Linked DNA regions of Sus scrofa: regions 1, 2, 4 and 5 are each linked to region 3. Evidence: chromatin contacts called from public HiChIP or PLAC-seq and promoter capture Hi-C data. All regions are on one chromosome and are shown on one strand. The core of a region is the stretch at or near the end of the contact, and the rest is flanking DNA. Distances in the headings are between cores, read along the strand shown.

Region 1 (2,700 bases), core at 128-2,627, 590 kb before region 3:
CACAGCAAATGGAGGTTCCCAGGCTATGGGTCTAATCGGAGCTGTAGCTGCCAGCCTACGTCAGAGCCACAGCAACGCGAGATCCAAGCCGCGTCTGAGACCTACACCACAGCTCATGGCAACGCTGGATTCTTAACCCAGTGAACAAGGCCAGGGATTGAACGTGCAATCTCATGGTTGCTAGTCAGATTCATTAACCACTGAGCCAGGGGAACTCCATAAGGCGTTTTTTTTTTTTTTTTTTTTTTTTAATCAAACAATAAAGACAAAACATAACTAATAAACATTTGTGCCTTCCATTTCCCATAATCATCTTTCAAAATAAAAATTAATCATTTAATTAAATACAATCGAAGTCACATAAGACATATAAAACACAATGTAAGATGCAGTCCTCTAACAAACAAGTGTTCTCAGAGTTCCTGCTGTGGCTCAGCAGGTTAGGAACCCAACTAGTATCTAGGAGGATGTGGGTTAGATCCCTGATCTCACTCAGCTGGTTAAGGATACAATGTTGCTGCAAACTGCAGCAAAGTTGGGGCTTGGATCTGGCATTGCTGTAGCTGTGGCCTGTGCCAGCAGCTATATAGCTCTGATTAGACTCCTAGCCTGGGAACTTCCATATGCCATGGGTGCGGCCCTGAAAAGACAGAAGGAAAAAAAAAAGTGTTCTCATAAAGCTCATCTTAAAAAGAACATCTCAATTAAAACGACCAAACCTAATACCTATCTTATGCATTAATTATAATTTTTAATTCAATCATCATTTTGGCCACAGGTTTATCATAAGAGATCGCTCCAAATCTTTCCCCCAAAATAACAGTCCATCGTTAAAGCACCTAGTTTTCGTCACACTGCCAAGTATATAGTTTCATGCCCCCAAATCAACTGAATCTTCCAGATGTTAAGCAAGCTCTTTCCCTAACAAACTAATGGAGGCAATGTAAAAATACATATATATTGGAACTTTGATTGCTCCACAGGGGCAGGGGGCATCCAGGGATTGGAAACCAAACAGCTCCAGAGGGTGCAGCCCAGACAGACACGCCAGGAGAAATTAGATTTATAGTCATTAAATCCTGCCAAGGAAACTTGTGCGAAGCCCTTCTCTTTCGGGCCAAGAAAGATCACAAGTGAACCTTGGGTACTTCGCCAGTGCTGGTGGCGGCGAGAGGCTGTGACTGGACCTGCTTTTTTAGGCGCGCAAAAAAGTGGGGAGAAAGGGTGAGCAATCTTACCCACCTTCCTTGTGAAGGACCAGTAGCTAGTACTCGTCTTCTTTCCGTACCAAAGACGCTCAACTGCCCTTCTCTGCGCAAGAAAGCCCGAATCCGTCGCCCCGGAAGTGATGTCATCAACCCAGTGCCAGAGTGCTGTCGCCAAGGTCAGCTGCTAATTCCCTAGAGGGCGTCACTCCTAGTGTAAATAACAGGCAGAAAGGCTGTCTTAACCCAAAAATGCTGTGCGTGAGCTCAAGTGAGGCTTCCAGATTTGTAGGTAAGAAGACCTTTAAGGTCACATGCCTAGTGACTAATCTAGTGGAGACTGGACACAGATTTGACTACGTAGCATTTAGTTCTAAACATTACGCTATAAAGAAAAAAATTTTTTGCCTCCGGCTGTAATTTGGACGCCGCTATGAGAAAAGTATGCGGTGCATTATTCATCATTCCATTCTAGACAAACTATCGCCAATTCTAAGTGTTGTGTCTTGAGATATCTAATAGTTTCAGAGACATGGAGTGCAAACTAGGGACACTCATAAGGACTTGTGCTGAGTTCTCCCCAAACACAAATTCTTTTGGTCTGACAGTCTAAGTTAATTTCACTTACTCAGATGAAGTAAAAGATATGGGGCTGGCTCGTTTTTTTACGTTTAAAAGTGCTGGGATGGTGGAGGGGGCGAGGGGGATGGTGATATTTACTTACCTTTAAGAATTGTAATATTCCTGTTTTCGTAGTGCATTGTATGGTCTTTGCTTACTCTGGAGGCACCTTCAGCAGAGTATGTAACCCTATCATTGTACCTCCTTCAGTCTGTTTTTATTGGTATGTGAATTTTTTAACCATTCTAGTCTTATCCTCTGCTAGGCTTTTAAGTTTTTACTAAGCAAAGACCTTATAAATGCAAGGTTGGTCAGAGATGGTATTAAGCCCTTGGTAAGAGGTAGGAAAGTCTCTTATAGTCTAATGGCAGATAATGTAATTCATAATTACCAGATGTGTAAATTTAAAATTACCTGAGTATTAGTAAGAATTTTTTGGTAGGACTTATGTCCATCAAAAATTTCATTTTTGTGTTATAATAACCATAATTAACAATAAAGTAGCACTTATTATGTGCCAGGCACTGTTGCAGGTTAATTTATTTCTCACAACAATCCCATGTGGTAGTTACTGTCCTCACTTTACAGATGAGACAACTGGACCACAGAGTTTGGATGATTTGCAGGTCATTACAGTGAGTACAGAGCTAGGATCAGAAGTCAGGACATCTGCTCTGGAGTCTGTTTTCTTAATTGCCAGAGGTAAAATAGCTAGTATTTTCCTAAAGATGCAATGTTGATCCAAAAGAGGAAAAAAGAAAAATTAAGACCTAAATATTAGGAAAAATTACTCATCCTGATTGCATATAATAGGTCATAAGTTATTTTCTCTCATATACTGGAATTTAGTCTGAACGTGAAATCTTTCACATGT
Region 2 (2,700 bases), core at 21-2,520, 560 kb before region 3:
TTCTGAGATTTGGGGACAAGGGGAAGCAGAGCTACATTATACTTGGAACAGCGCTGATTTAAAAATATATAAACTCTTTTCAGAGTTCCAGTAGTGGTGCAGCAGAAACAAACTGGACTAGGAACCATGAGGTTGCCGGTTCGATCCCTGGCTTCGCTCAGTGGGTTAAGGATTCAGCGTTGCCCTGAGCTGTGGTGTAGGTCAGAGACACGGCTGGGATCCTGCCTTGCTGTGGTGTAGGCAGGCAACTGTAGCTCTGATTGGGCCCCTAGCCAGGGAACCTCCATATGCCGCGGGTGCAGCCCTAAAAAGAAAAAAAAAAAAGTACATAAACTCTTTTCTATTACGTAATTAGCAGTGGGAGAGGAATTTCTCATAACTCCATCCAACAAGCATTTCTGAAGAGTTCATTGTCCATTTCTCCCTCCAAAAACATATAGGCTTACGGTAATGAAAGTTGGTTATGCTAAAACGAAACAAAAAAAGTCTCAATTTAAATGTGTAAACATTGGTTCTAATCTAAATATCCATCGTGTATCATAGCTTACTTTTATATGCTGTGAGTTCTACTTAGAAAATGTCGCCACTCAAAATGCTTTTCCCACTTTAAACAGGATAGCACTAAAAAAAAGATGCTCGAAAGAGGCTTAAAATTTAGATTTGAGCTGGAAGGCAAAAACTGACCCAACCCTATCCCAGAAAACCTTTTCTGGGAGTCTGCCGCGCCACTTCAGGACTAACAATGACTTCACAGAGTAAAGAAGACCTATAGGTGTCTGAAGACCAGGGACCCGCAGCGACCCCTTTGAGGAGCCTCCCGCCCGCCCGCCCGCCCGCCAGTCTCAAGCAGCCCTCCACCGGCGGCTGGAGCCCCCGGCCGGTGGAAGTTCAGCAAAAGCGGCTGCTGCTACTGCCACAGCGCCCCACCCCCGCCCCTTTCTTCTCCGAGCGGCACATCCAGTCAGGGCCCGGACCGGGACTGGGGGGCAACCCTGGAAGCCACTTGGTCCGCACAGCCACACAGGGTGCCGCGAACGAAGCCGGAGTCCACTTTTTTCCTTAAAGCCGACCCAGGCGCGCCAGCAGCTCCCAGTGCCACAGGCAGCAGCACAGCCTCGGCGGCCGTTCATTCCCACTCACCCGCCGCACTCTTGGGCGGCCGGCTCAGAGACGTAAGAAGTCCGCGGCAGCGGCGGCGTCTCCTCCGGCCGAATGCTTGTGGTCAGCCTCCGCGCAGCGGCGCGTGGGGCGGCGCAGCTTGCGAAAGCTTTCAGAACAGAACGCGCTGCCACCGGATTGGTTGAGGGCGGTGCCACTCCCACGTTCGCCCGGCAGGGCGGGACTAAAGGCACGGCGCTTGGAGCCCGCCACGCCGCGCGCCCGCTGGGGCTGAGTCGTAGAACCGCGGGGCCGGGGCTGGGCTCCTGCTGGGACGGTGCCAGGACCGCTCTTGGATTGTTAATTGCCCACCTTGAACGAGTAAGAAGGTAGTGTGGTGTGGCTAAGGGGCATCCAATCTTATATGGTCGTAGGCGCGAGAGCCTCCTACCCTCAACTTGTCCCGGTCGGGGCGAGAGCGCTGGCGGCAGCCATGGGTGACCCCTCCTCCCCTCAAGGGGCGGGAAGCGGATGAAGACGGGACCGCGGGCGCGCACACGTGGAAAGCGGTTTCCGTTCAGGTGTGGGCCCCTTAGTGCTTGGTTTGGCATTTCTTGACTAAATCGTGTTTAGGCCTTTGTTGCAGCCCATTCCACAGATCCCTCTGGCAGTAGGTCTCAAAGTTGTTTGCCAGGCAGAAACTTTACTCCCTCAAAGCCATAACAGCCTGTCTTATGAGTGAGTGTGACGTTTTTATAATGTTGTATGTTGTGGCATCATGCAAGTGGGGAAAGCAAACTTTTCAGTTAAGCATAATTTTTACTGGTGTTCTGGGTCTGTCTACATGCTGAACACAGGTCCTTGTTGTATATGCTGAGGAAATGTGGGTACCAAGAATTGATCCTTTTCGAGAATGGGGAGGAAAAAAAATCAGATTATTTGGCATCATGTTTGAAATCTAATTTTATTACCTTGTCAGTACAGCTTTCAACAACATCTCAAAATTGTTGTCAGACAATGTTGACTGTATATATCTTGCTTTTTTTTTTTTTTTTTTTGTCTTTTTCTAGGGTCGCTCCCACGGCATGTGGAGGTTCCCAGGCTAGGGGTCTCATTGGAACTGTAGCTGCCGGCCTCCGCCACAGCCCCAGCAACGCGGGGTCCCTTCCTCGCCTGCAACCCACACCACAGCTCGGGGCAACGCCGGATTCTTAACCCACTGAACAAGGCCAGGGATCGCACCGGCAACCCTGTGGTTCCTAGTGGGATTGGTTAACCGCCGAGCCAACACAGGAACTCCTATCGGTTCTGTGAAACCGATTGGGTTAGATTTATTATGTTCTTTAAATAAATTGTTTCATTATATTCTACTTAAAGTCTATGACTCTGATCTCTACTTCTTTTTAGGTTCACTGTTCTTAACTGATTTTCCTGATCATCAACACTCTTTCAGCAAATATGGAAGATTGATTCCTGACATTCTTAAACATTCTGTGCTGTGACTCCTAAGCCTTCCGCTTTTCAAAATATACCATTTGATACACATACAGTAGAATGCTTGTTATGTTCCAGAGGTCATGCTAGAGATATGAGATTAATATA
Region 3 (2,700 bases), core at 11-2,510:
CACATTGCCCTAAAGCAGTAACTAGCTTCAAAAAAAAATTTTTTTTAACTCCCATCCCCTTCCCCTAGGCAAAATCCACGGCTAAAAATCCCAGGAACTTCAGCTGTGGAGGATATCAGACTGTTCTCTCTTCAAGTGGTCCCAGCTGCTACCTGGTAAGGCATGGGGGCAGGCTGTAGGCCTCAAAACTGCTGCATCCTAACTTTCTACAGTGATCGCTACCAGGTTTCCTCAGCTGAGCTCAAGCTGCACTGAGTAGCACTTTCAAAAGTTAAACGTATTTGCTGCAAGGTCCTTTCGTGGCTCAGCGGTTAATGAACCCGAACCCGACTAGTATCCATAAAGATGAGGGTCTTGGCCTTGCTCAGTAGGTTAAGGATCCAGCGGTGGCGTCAGCTGTGGTGTAGGTCTCAGAAGTGGCTCGGATCCAGGGTTGCTGTGGCTGTGGCAGGCAGCTGTAGCTCCGATTCGACCCTTAGCCTGGGAACTTCCAGAGGCAGCGGGTGCGTCCCTTAAAAAAAAAAAAAAAAAGTTAAGCATATTTGCACACACACAAATCTCTATGTCCACAACACTTGCCTAAAAGTTCCAGATACCTATACTAACACTGGAAGCATGCGACAAGTGCTGAACAACATTCACACCATGCGCACAGGTGCAACAAACAACCGGCAAAGAAGGAGCATTTGCTGGCAACACAAAACACGCCACAACATTCTTCCAAGTTTCCAAAGGAAACCCCGCTTTTCCTCCAAACTTACTCAACTTTGAAGGATAGAAAAGGGAATCAAAGGAAAAAAGGAGTGCGGGGGTCAAGGCTGCACAAGACCCAGAAAGGCTAAAAACGAAGGTGATGCTGCAAAAAAAGGTTCCAGAAGGAGTAAGAGCGAGACCTGGAAAAGGGCCGAGGTTGGCCCGGGCAGGCCAGGGCTCAGGTCTGAGAGCTGCTCCTCCACCGGCAACTCCGAAACTTCAAGGTAAGGTAGTCCCCACCCCCGACCATTTCCGCCTGGGGGAGGGTAACCAATAGGCCTATATTCCTTGCTTACTCACCTGGACGTGAAGCTCCACACCTTCCACAGCCCCATAGCCAAAACACTAGAAAGCAGCCGGCCCCAGCAGCGCACTGACTCTACACGCCGCACGTCGGACCCGCCCACAGCCTCCTGGCGCCGCGGAGCACAGACTACAAGCCCTCCAGCGGGCCAGAGAGGCCCAGGGCGGGACTTCGGCTGCGCCGCGCCGAGGGGCGGAGCGTGAACTACAGGCGTTGGAACTAGATTGAGAACGGGAGAGGAGGAGCGTGGGAAGGGGCGGGGCCTGGGCGGGGCCATGCCGGAATAAAAGCGAAAGGAAAGCTTCCGCCGGGTGCAAGCACCTGGCGGATACCTTATGCCGGATGCAATATTAGGAGGGAAAAGAATATGCTCTACAGGCTGTTAGGAAAACCCCAAGTGTTCTTCCAGGCTTAGCCTGCTTAGACTGACTAGCATAGATTGACAGGGAAAGACCTTTCTGAAATCTTAAGATTTTTTAATTAAAAATGTAAATTTAGTATTCTTTTCTGAGAATCAATCAGATGAAATGCACTTAGGGAGAGGAGGACTTTGATGTAGTTTATTCCTAGCCTAATTTAGCAGAACCTCTTTCATATTAGGATTGGAATAGTCCCAGTTTTTTTGAAAAAGTTATAGAAGTTACCGTCAACAGAGAAAGCGTAATTGCCTCTAGAAAACAGCTTACTCTTGAACCCAAAATTTAACTCATCCACCAGGATCTACTATTACGTAGATTCCTAGAAGAATGCTCCTCTGTATCCAGATAATCCTAAAGGTCCAGCAACAAAAATTTCATCACCACCGAAATATTATCAGGAAGGAGGAATTCAGGGAAGAATTTCAGAGAGAATTTAAGTAGTCTTAGCAAGTGGACGTCTAAGAATATACTATCAAGTCTTTGGTCAAAATTTCCCTTTCCAGGAATTCCCGCTGTGGCGCAATGGGATCCCAGGCGTCTTGGGAGCTCTGGGTGACAGGCTGGATCCCTGTGCCTCACAGTGGGTGGAGGATCTGTCGTTGCTGCCGCTGTGTCTTGGGTTGCAGCTATTGCCTAGATCTGATCCCTGGCCGGGGGAACTCCATGTGCCATGTGCCTTGGGGCAGCCAAACATTGCGGTGGAGGGGCGGGGGAGGGCAGTTACCTTTCTACTAGATCAAATATAATTACCAAATATCCACTGAACAGAGGACAAACAGACATCACAGGAAGAACTCCTGACCTGCAATTCAGTTTTTAATTGGCACAGGAAATTGCTGTTTGACATCAGCATCTGACATCGCCCTCATTCAGTGTGCAGAAAGAAAAAAAAAATCATCAGCGTGGTTTATTGGAAAGAACGTGAGCTTTCTTGTAAGCCCAAGATCAAATCTTCCCTGTTCCCCTAGCTTCATGGGTGTGCAACCAGGGTCTCACAAGGCTCCATGCTTAGAAGGACCCTGCGTTTGATTTAATGCTCTGCTCTTAGTAATTTTTGAACAAGGGACTATGCATTTTCATTTTGCACTAAGCCCCACAAATTATGTAGTCGGTCCTGATCTGCCTCTAGCACACTAATAGTTTAGTGCCTTTGGGCAAATTTTGTCACCTAAGACCTTTTTCAAAAGTGCTTGTATTAGATAGAGTTCTCTCCTGGCTCAGCAG
Region 4 (2,700 bases), core at 70-2,569, 780 kb before region 3:
ACGAAAGAAGAAAATAGAGAAATATCTTCAAATGTGAAAAAACTGAAGGTCCATGACATATCCCTTCATTCTCAGTGGCAGATATTACCATTTATTAAGCCTTTTATAATGCAAAATACATTTTAACAAACAATACCATTAATGCTGCCCTTGTTAATCGTGTCTTTGGATAGTTGTCAATCTACACAAAGTGTGACAATTCAATAATTAAATAGCATTTGCTAACACCTTTGGGAAAACATCTTTGGTGAAAATAACTTTTTCGTGAAAGCATGTGTGTTGGTTGATTTGTTTCTTTAGCTGCATGACAAAACTGGAGGATGGCTTAATACAATTGGACCAAATGAAAGGAAATAAGAAATTGTGCAAGTATGTTGGAAGAACTACTGCAGATTTTCACTTACCCAAGTAGATAGAGAATGACCAAGGTAGAGAAGGAATTTTGCAGAGGTCAGGTAGTTTGCTAAGGATCCTGCAAAGACACACAAGGGGTGAGATAAAAAGCATAGTTAGTCACTTGAGTGAGCTGAGGTTGGAATGCTTATTCATTTGCTCTTATTAAACATAATTATTAAAATCCACTTTGTGCAGTAAATCACGAATATTTTATTAAGTCACCTAGACACTGATGGGTTGATTAAAAATGCAGCATGACTTGTTGATCAATAAATAACTGCATAACTTCACATACAATAAAACAACCTCTTGTTTTCAACATTTTTAAACTCCATTTCATTTTTAATAAGGCAATCCAAATTGCCCAGTCTACTCCATCCTTGCCTGTGTACAAGCCCCTTTCCCCATACCTTGAAATTCCTTTCTTCCTCAACCTCCACCAAAACAAGAGTCAAAGGAGCTACAAAGCACTCCGGTTAACAGCTGAGCCACATTCCTCCAACACCTGCTTGGAGCTGCGGGTCTCCACTGCATTGGTTCAACTCACCACAGCATCCTCCCTGGCGGTTTTGCTCTCTTGCCCTGGTCATGACACAAGGCGACCCCCACTCGTTCTTTTGCTGCTACCGCTGCCGCTGTTGCTCTTGCGGAGATGCTTGTTAGCAGGAATGCAAGGAACTGAAGAGAGCACCTCTGAAAACACAACAGCTTTGTGCAAAAAGACCGAGACAACTGTAGCAAAAACAAAAAAAGGAAAACGGCCCCGGGGTCTTCTTTAGGTCTTCTTTCCAAACTTAGCTAACACTGTAGCTGAAGTTGGAAAGGCAAAGCCTTATGGAGGCGGGTGGGAGGCTCAACAGGCGTCCGAACCGCGTCGGGTGCCCTGTGCCGCCGCCGCTGCCGCCGCCGCCGCGGGCCCGGCCCAAGCCCAGCACTTATACGGGGCCGGGGCGGGGCTCCCGCCGCCACCGCCTCTTGGGCCGCCCCCTCCCTTTCAGAGCCACCCGGGCGTCCCCGCGGCGCGAGGCCCGGGGCCAAGCCGCCTTCCACGCCCTTCTCGGGAGTCGCCGCCAGTCCGCGGCGCTAGCATTCGACTGGCTGCAAACAAGCTGCGGGCCTGCTGCGACCTTCCCCGGGTTCGCTCCACTCGCCGGGTTTTCCTTCCTCCGGGAGGCCGCGAGAGGGGCTGAGGGAGGCCAGGCGACCGGGAAGGGCAGGACCGGGAGCCTGGCGGGCGGGGAGATGCATGCCCCAAGCCCGGGTAGGGGCTGCGGGGCTGCGCTTCGCACAGGCTGCCTGGCCGACTCGGGAAGAGGGCGGCCGCCAAAGGTGGTCGTGCAAAACTCCAGGCCCGGCTTGGGGGGGGGGGACATCTTTTTTTTTTTTTTTAAACGAAAATCACTTTTAATATAAGTAGCTAAATAAACATAGTCCATGTCACAGAGGCCGCTTTCCTGGCCTTCCCATTCCGGCCCGCCTGCGGAATGTCTTCTTCCCAGGACTGCGTAGCGGGGCTTCCCTCAAAGAACCAGAATTAAGGGCCAGGAAGGGGCGCAAAGATCAGGGTCCAGACCTCTTCAGAGGAGAAAATGGAACCCTATAAGGGTTAAATCCCGCAGTGACTTAGGAACCCAGCCACCAGCCTAGAACTCGGGTCTCTGAATCCTTCCTGGAGATACAACCAGGAGGAAACGGCGCAAGCATCTCCTTCACCATCCTTCCTTCTCCCTCAGCTCCCTCTGGCCCCCGCCCGCACCTGCGCGTCGCTTCCTTCCCCACCTCTCCTCCAAATGGCCTAGAAACTGGCAGGCAGTTACTAGGAATACCGGTTATCCCAGTTGTATCCCAGTCCCGATACATCCATTCGGTGTCCTGGAAGTTCAGGTGAAGGACGCTAAAGAATACCAGACTTGAACCTTTACTGACTTTTCCATCCCCACCCCTACCTCCTCTATGCGAAAGCCCCCGTAGCTCGTTTAGCCCCCCCGGTTACCTTACCCTTCTCAATCTCACCGAAGCTCCGGGACTGGATCCTACACATTGAAACTCCAACTAGATTCCACACCCTAAACACAGGCCCGACGGTCACCTAGTAATGAAGGGAGACACACGTGAATATATGCCCTGTATCTAGACTCTCGATCAGGAGCCCCAGAGGTCGACGGGCGGGGTGCAGCTGGATTCGGTTGGGATGTGGTCTGGAGGTCAGAGATAGAGGATTTACACTTTAGCTACTGCTGTTAACTTTTATCCTTCTCAAGCCCTCTTTTTTCCTTTCTTTCACATTTTCACGTCCTTTCTCTT
Region 5 (2,700 bases), core at 158-2,657, 960 kb before region 3:
ATAAAAAATGCAGATATTCTTCAACCCCACAGCTTTTCTAGGAATCCCTCATACAGCAATAGTGTCATAAATCTGTGCCCTGTATCACTATTTGCCACTTTTTGAAAAAATGGAAATGACTATCCACCTTTGAGAGAATGACTTAATTGTGGCATATTTACTCGATGAATGCTATGCAGTCATTAAGAAAAAGAGATAAAAATCTGTATACAATGCAGTGAAAGCATTATAGAGGGGGAAAAGGGATACATGGTGCCTTACATTCAAGAATAATGTTAAGGTGTATATACGCTTAGAAAAACATCAGGAAACATACACGCCAAACCTTTAATGGTTAAGAGATATTCATGGGGTGTAGGATGGACCAAGACCATTCTACTTCTGCACTGAATTATTTTATATCAAATTTGTATTAACGTTGCATTTTAAAAATACTGTTTTTTAACGTGCACTACCTTAACAAACACATATTCATTAGGTTAAGCCTAAACCGCCTCGGAAACTGGCCTTTCATATTACTGTTTTATTTTCTTCAGCACACAAATTGTGATTGTCACATTAAACATTTTTATTGTCTCTCTCTCCCATTGAAGGTAATAAGGCAGGGATCACATTTGTCTTGCACTGTGTCTCACATGTAGAAGGTTCTCAATAATTATTTGCCTCCAGAAAGACTAAGGAGATCCACGTACAAGGCAGATCTCCTGTTCCTGTTAAGGTGACGCTGACAGTGGCTCTTCACCTTTAGGAGTGGTAGGGAGCCAGTACAGAGGGCATTGGTAAATGTTTAAATTAATGAATGAAAATGAGCACCCCTTAATATACAGGAACAACAAAAATGATACACATACGTTTATAAAAAAGAAACGGATGTGGAGACATTAACTTTCTCAGCATTCAGGGCTTCGGAAGCTAAAACCACGGAATTTGGCCAGGATAGAGTGGAATGTCAGATCGGCCGACCGGGGAGAAAAATAAGAACCAGAATCCCGGAGGAGCTAGATGTCCAAAGGAAAAGGCAAGGCTCTGCAGCTGCGAAGATTCTGTAGGAACGTGAGCTACGCTTAGAGGAATAGGGCAAAGAGACTGCTAATGAGAGAAACAAACAACTGTAGAGAATTCTACCTCCCCACCCAAGAACTCAACCGTGAGACCAAGAAAGCTTTTGGCTCACAAGGCAGGCGTCATCACGAAGCGCCCGATTCAGAAAAAGGGGAAGCTCGGCGAGGATGGGAAAGGACCGGTGGTCACGTGACACAGTTTGGTTCACCTTTCCCTTTCAGCGGAAGAAGCTATAGTCAGACTGATAAATCCAGAGAGAAAGTTATCTGTACTAAATAAAATTTTAGGAGAATCTAACATAAATGCATTGCGTCTTTGACTACATTTCACTTTTACCTTTCTTCACAGGCGTCCTAATGAGCGGTTGCCCAAACGAAAGATGGCCCTGCAGGCGCAGGGTCTTACCATAAAGAGTTACCATAGAGACTGAGGCCTAGAAGAGCCCCGAGTGGGAGTCTGTAGGCGGGACAAACGCCCTGTCAACCGGCTTCCGTCCAGGAAGCTCGGGGCGGGGCCTGCGCTTGCGCGAAGATGGTGGCAGAAGAGAGTCTCCGCGTGGTTCGCTGTGGCGGCAGCGAATTGAACTTCAGGAGAGCGGTGTTCTCTGCGGATTCTAAGTATGGGTGCGCCGCGCTTTGCCGCCAGGCTGAGGGGCGTTGAGTCCACCACCTGGGAGCGGGGGGGAGAGGAAGAACTATCCGGCGCGTCCGGGCTGGCGGTTCTGGTCTCGGGAAGGGGCGCGCCCGGAGCACTCCAGGCCCCAGGAGGAGCCGGTAGCTGTTAAGAGGAATGAGATACCTGTTAGTCCAGTGGCACTGCAGACTGGGGCGCGCGCGCTTCTCCCTCTCCAGATCTGCAGGTAAATTGAGGGGCCCCCGGGAGCGGACCCACGTGTCTAGAATCGGCTGGTCGTTGGGGCGGCTGGAAAATGATCCAGGTACAAAATATGTATGCCGCTGTTCTTGCAGTACCATGAGTATCCCTTTTTGGGACCGAATCATGATTTGGAATTCCTGAACGATTAATTATTGGGAGTTCTCCACATATCCTACCCCCTAAAAAACCATTCTGGTCACCTTTTTGGAGCTTTGCGTGGAAAATATTAGATTCTGTGTGGGATAAAAGCATGTTTAAGCCCTGGTCCCCTTCATCAGGAGTTCAGTGTAGCTGGATGCTAAACTAGCGGGTTCGAAACCCGGTTCATCTATTCTGTGCCTCTGCAGGTTCTTAATCTCTGCCTCAGTTGCCTCTATAAAACGGGAGTATTTGGTAATCCATCTCATAAGGTTGTTGAGAGGATTAAGTGCCTAAATACTTAGCGCATCGAACAGTGCCTGGCACTTAATGGTTCAATGTAAGTCAGCTGTCATTATTATTACTGCTGTATTGTCAGCGTCATCTATAAGTGACAAAATGAGATTTTCAGTCAGTGATGGATAATTAAAACCCTTTCTATTTTAGAAAAGTAGAGATAGTGGTCTGTGAAGGTTTGTATGGCCACAATATCTTGTTTATGGGTCTTTAGCAGATAGCTACTGAATGCATGCATGAGTGACTGAAGGAGCTTTCATAAATTAGCTTAGTGGCCAAAAAAAAGGAATCCCTGGTCTTTACAATAAAGAGGGCTTCGTTGATACT

Evidence for each region. Promoter capture Hi-C pulls out the DNA fragments that hold promoters and counts their contacts. HiChIP or PLAC-seq counts read pairs in DNA pulled down with a chosen protein or histone mark.
Region 1: an H3K27ac HiChIP or PLAC-seq map of alveolar macrophages shows a contact between it and region 3. The contact joins the promoter of PMS1 here to the promoter of HIBCH in region 3. A contact is called at or near these places in 1 of 5 promoter capture datasets (fetal skeletal muscle) and 1 of 2 datasets of contacts at active chromatin or transcription factors (alveolar macrophages).
Region 2: a contact with region 3 is called in a promoter capture Hi-C map of fetal liver, with 4 times the contacts expected there. The contact joins the promoter of ORMDL1 here to the promoter of HIBCH in region 3. A contact is called at or near these places in 2 of 5 promoter capture datasets (fetal liver and liver) and 1 of 2 datasets of contacts at active chromatin or transcription factors (skeletal muscle).
Region 4: a promoter capture Hi-C map of liver shows a contact between it and region 3, with 3 times the contacts expected there. The contact joins the promoter of SLC40A1 here to the promoter of HIBCH in region 3. A contact is called at or near these places in 1 of 5 promoter capture datasets (liver) and 1 of 47 Hi-C or Micro-C datasets (embryonic fibroblasts).
Region 5: a contact with region 3 is called in a promoter capture Hi-C map of liver, with 5 times the contacts expected there. The contact joins the promoter of WDR75 here to the promoter of HIBCH in region 3. A contact is called at or near these places in 1 of 5 promoter capture datasets (liver), 2 of 47 Hi-C or Micro-C datasets (heart right ventricle and liver) and 1 of 2 datasets of contacts at active chromatin or transcription factors (alveolar macrophages).

Annotation. Positions count from the first base shown.
Region 1 is chr15:94,350,226-94,352,925 of Sscrofa11.1, forward strand. It overlaps PMS1 (PMS1 protein homolog 1), which reads left to right and starts at 1,378. Exons shown (of 14, transcript XM_021075394.1): 1 at 1,378-1,497. OSGEPL1 (probable tRNA N6-adenosine threonylcarbamoyltransferase, mitochondrial) reads right to left here. Exons shown (of 8, transcript XM_021075405.1): 2 at 1,243-1,416. The coding sequence starts at 1,355.
Region 2 is chr15:94,376,061-94,378,760 of Sscrofa11.1, forward strand. It overlaps ORMDL1 (ORM1-like protein 1), which reads right to left and starts at 1,271. Exons shown (of 4, transcript XM_001926349.6): 1 at 1,141-1,271. All of the region lies in intron 2 of PMS1 (PMS1 protein homolog 1), which reads left to right.
Region 3 is chr15:94,940,102-94,942,801 of Sscrofa11.1, forward strand. HIBCH (3-hydroxyisobutyryl-CoA hydrolase, mitochondrial) reads right to left here and starts at 1,261. Exons shown (of 14, transcript XM_021076263.1): 1 at 1,054-1,261. The coding sequence starts at 1,088.
Region 4 is chr15:94,160,474-94,163,173 of Sscrofa11.1, forward strand. SLC40A1 (solute carrier family 40 member 1) reads right to left here and starts at 1,320. Exons shown (of 8, transcript XM_003483701.4): 1 at 944-1,320; 2 at 405-472. The coding sequence starts at 986.
Region 5 is chr15:93,979,647-93,982,346 of Sscrofa11.1, forward strand. It overlaps WDR75 (WD repeat-containing protein 75), which reads left to right and starts at 1,408. Exons shown (of 21, transcript XM_003133536.4): 1 at 1,408-1,679. The coding sequence starts at 1,594. It also overlaps a transcript of COL5A2 not described here.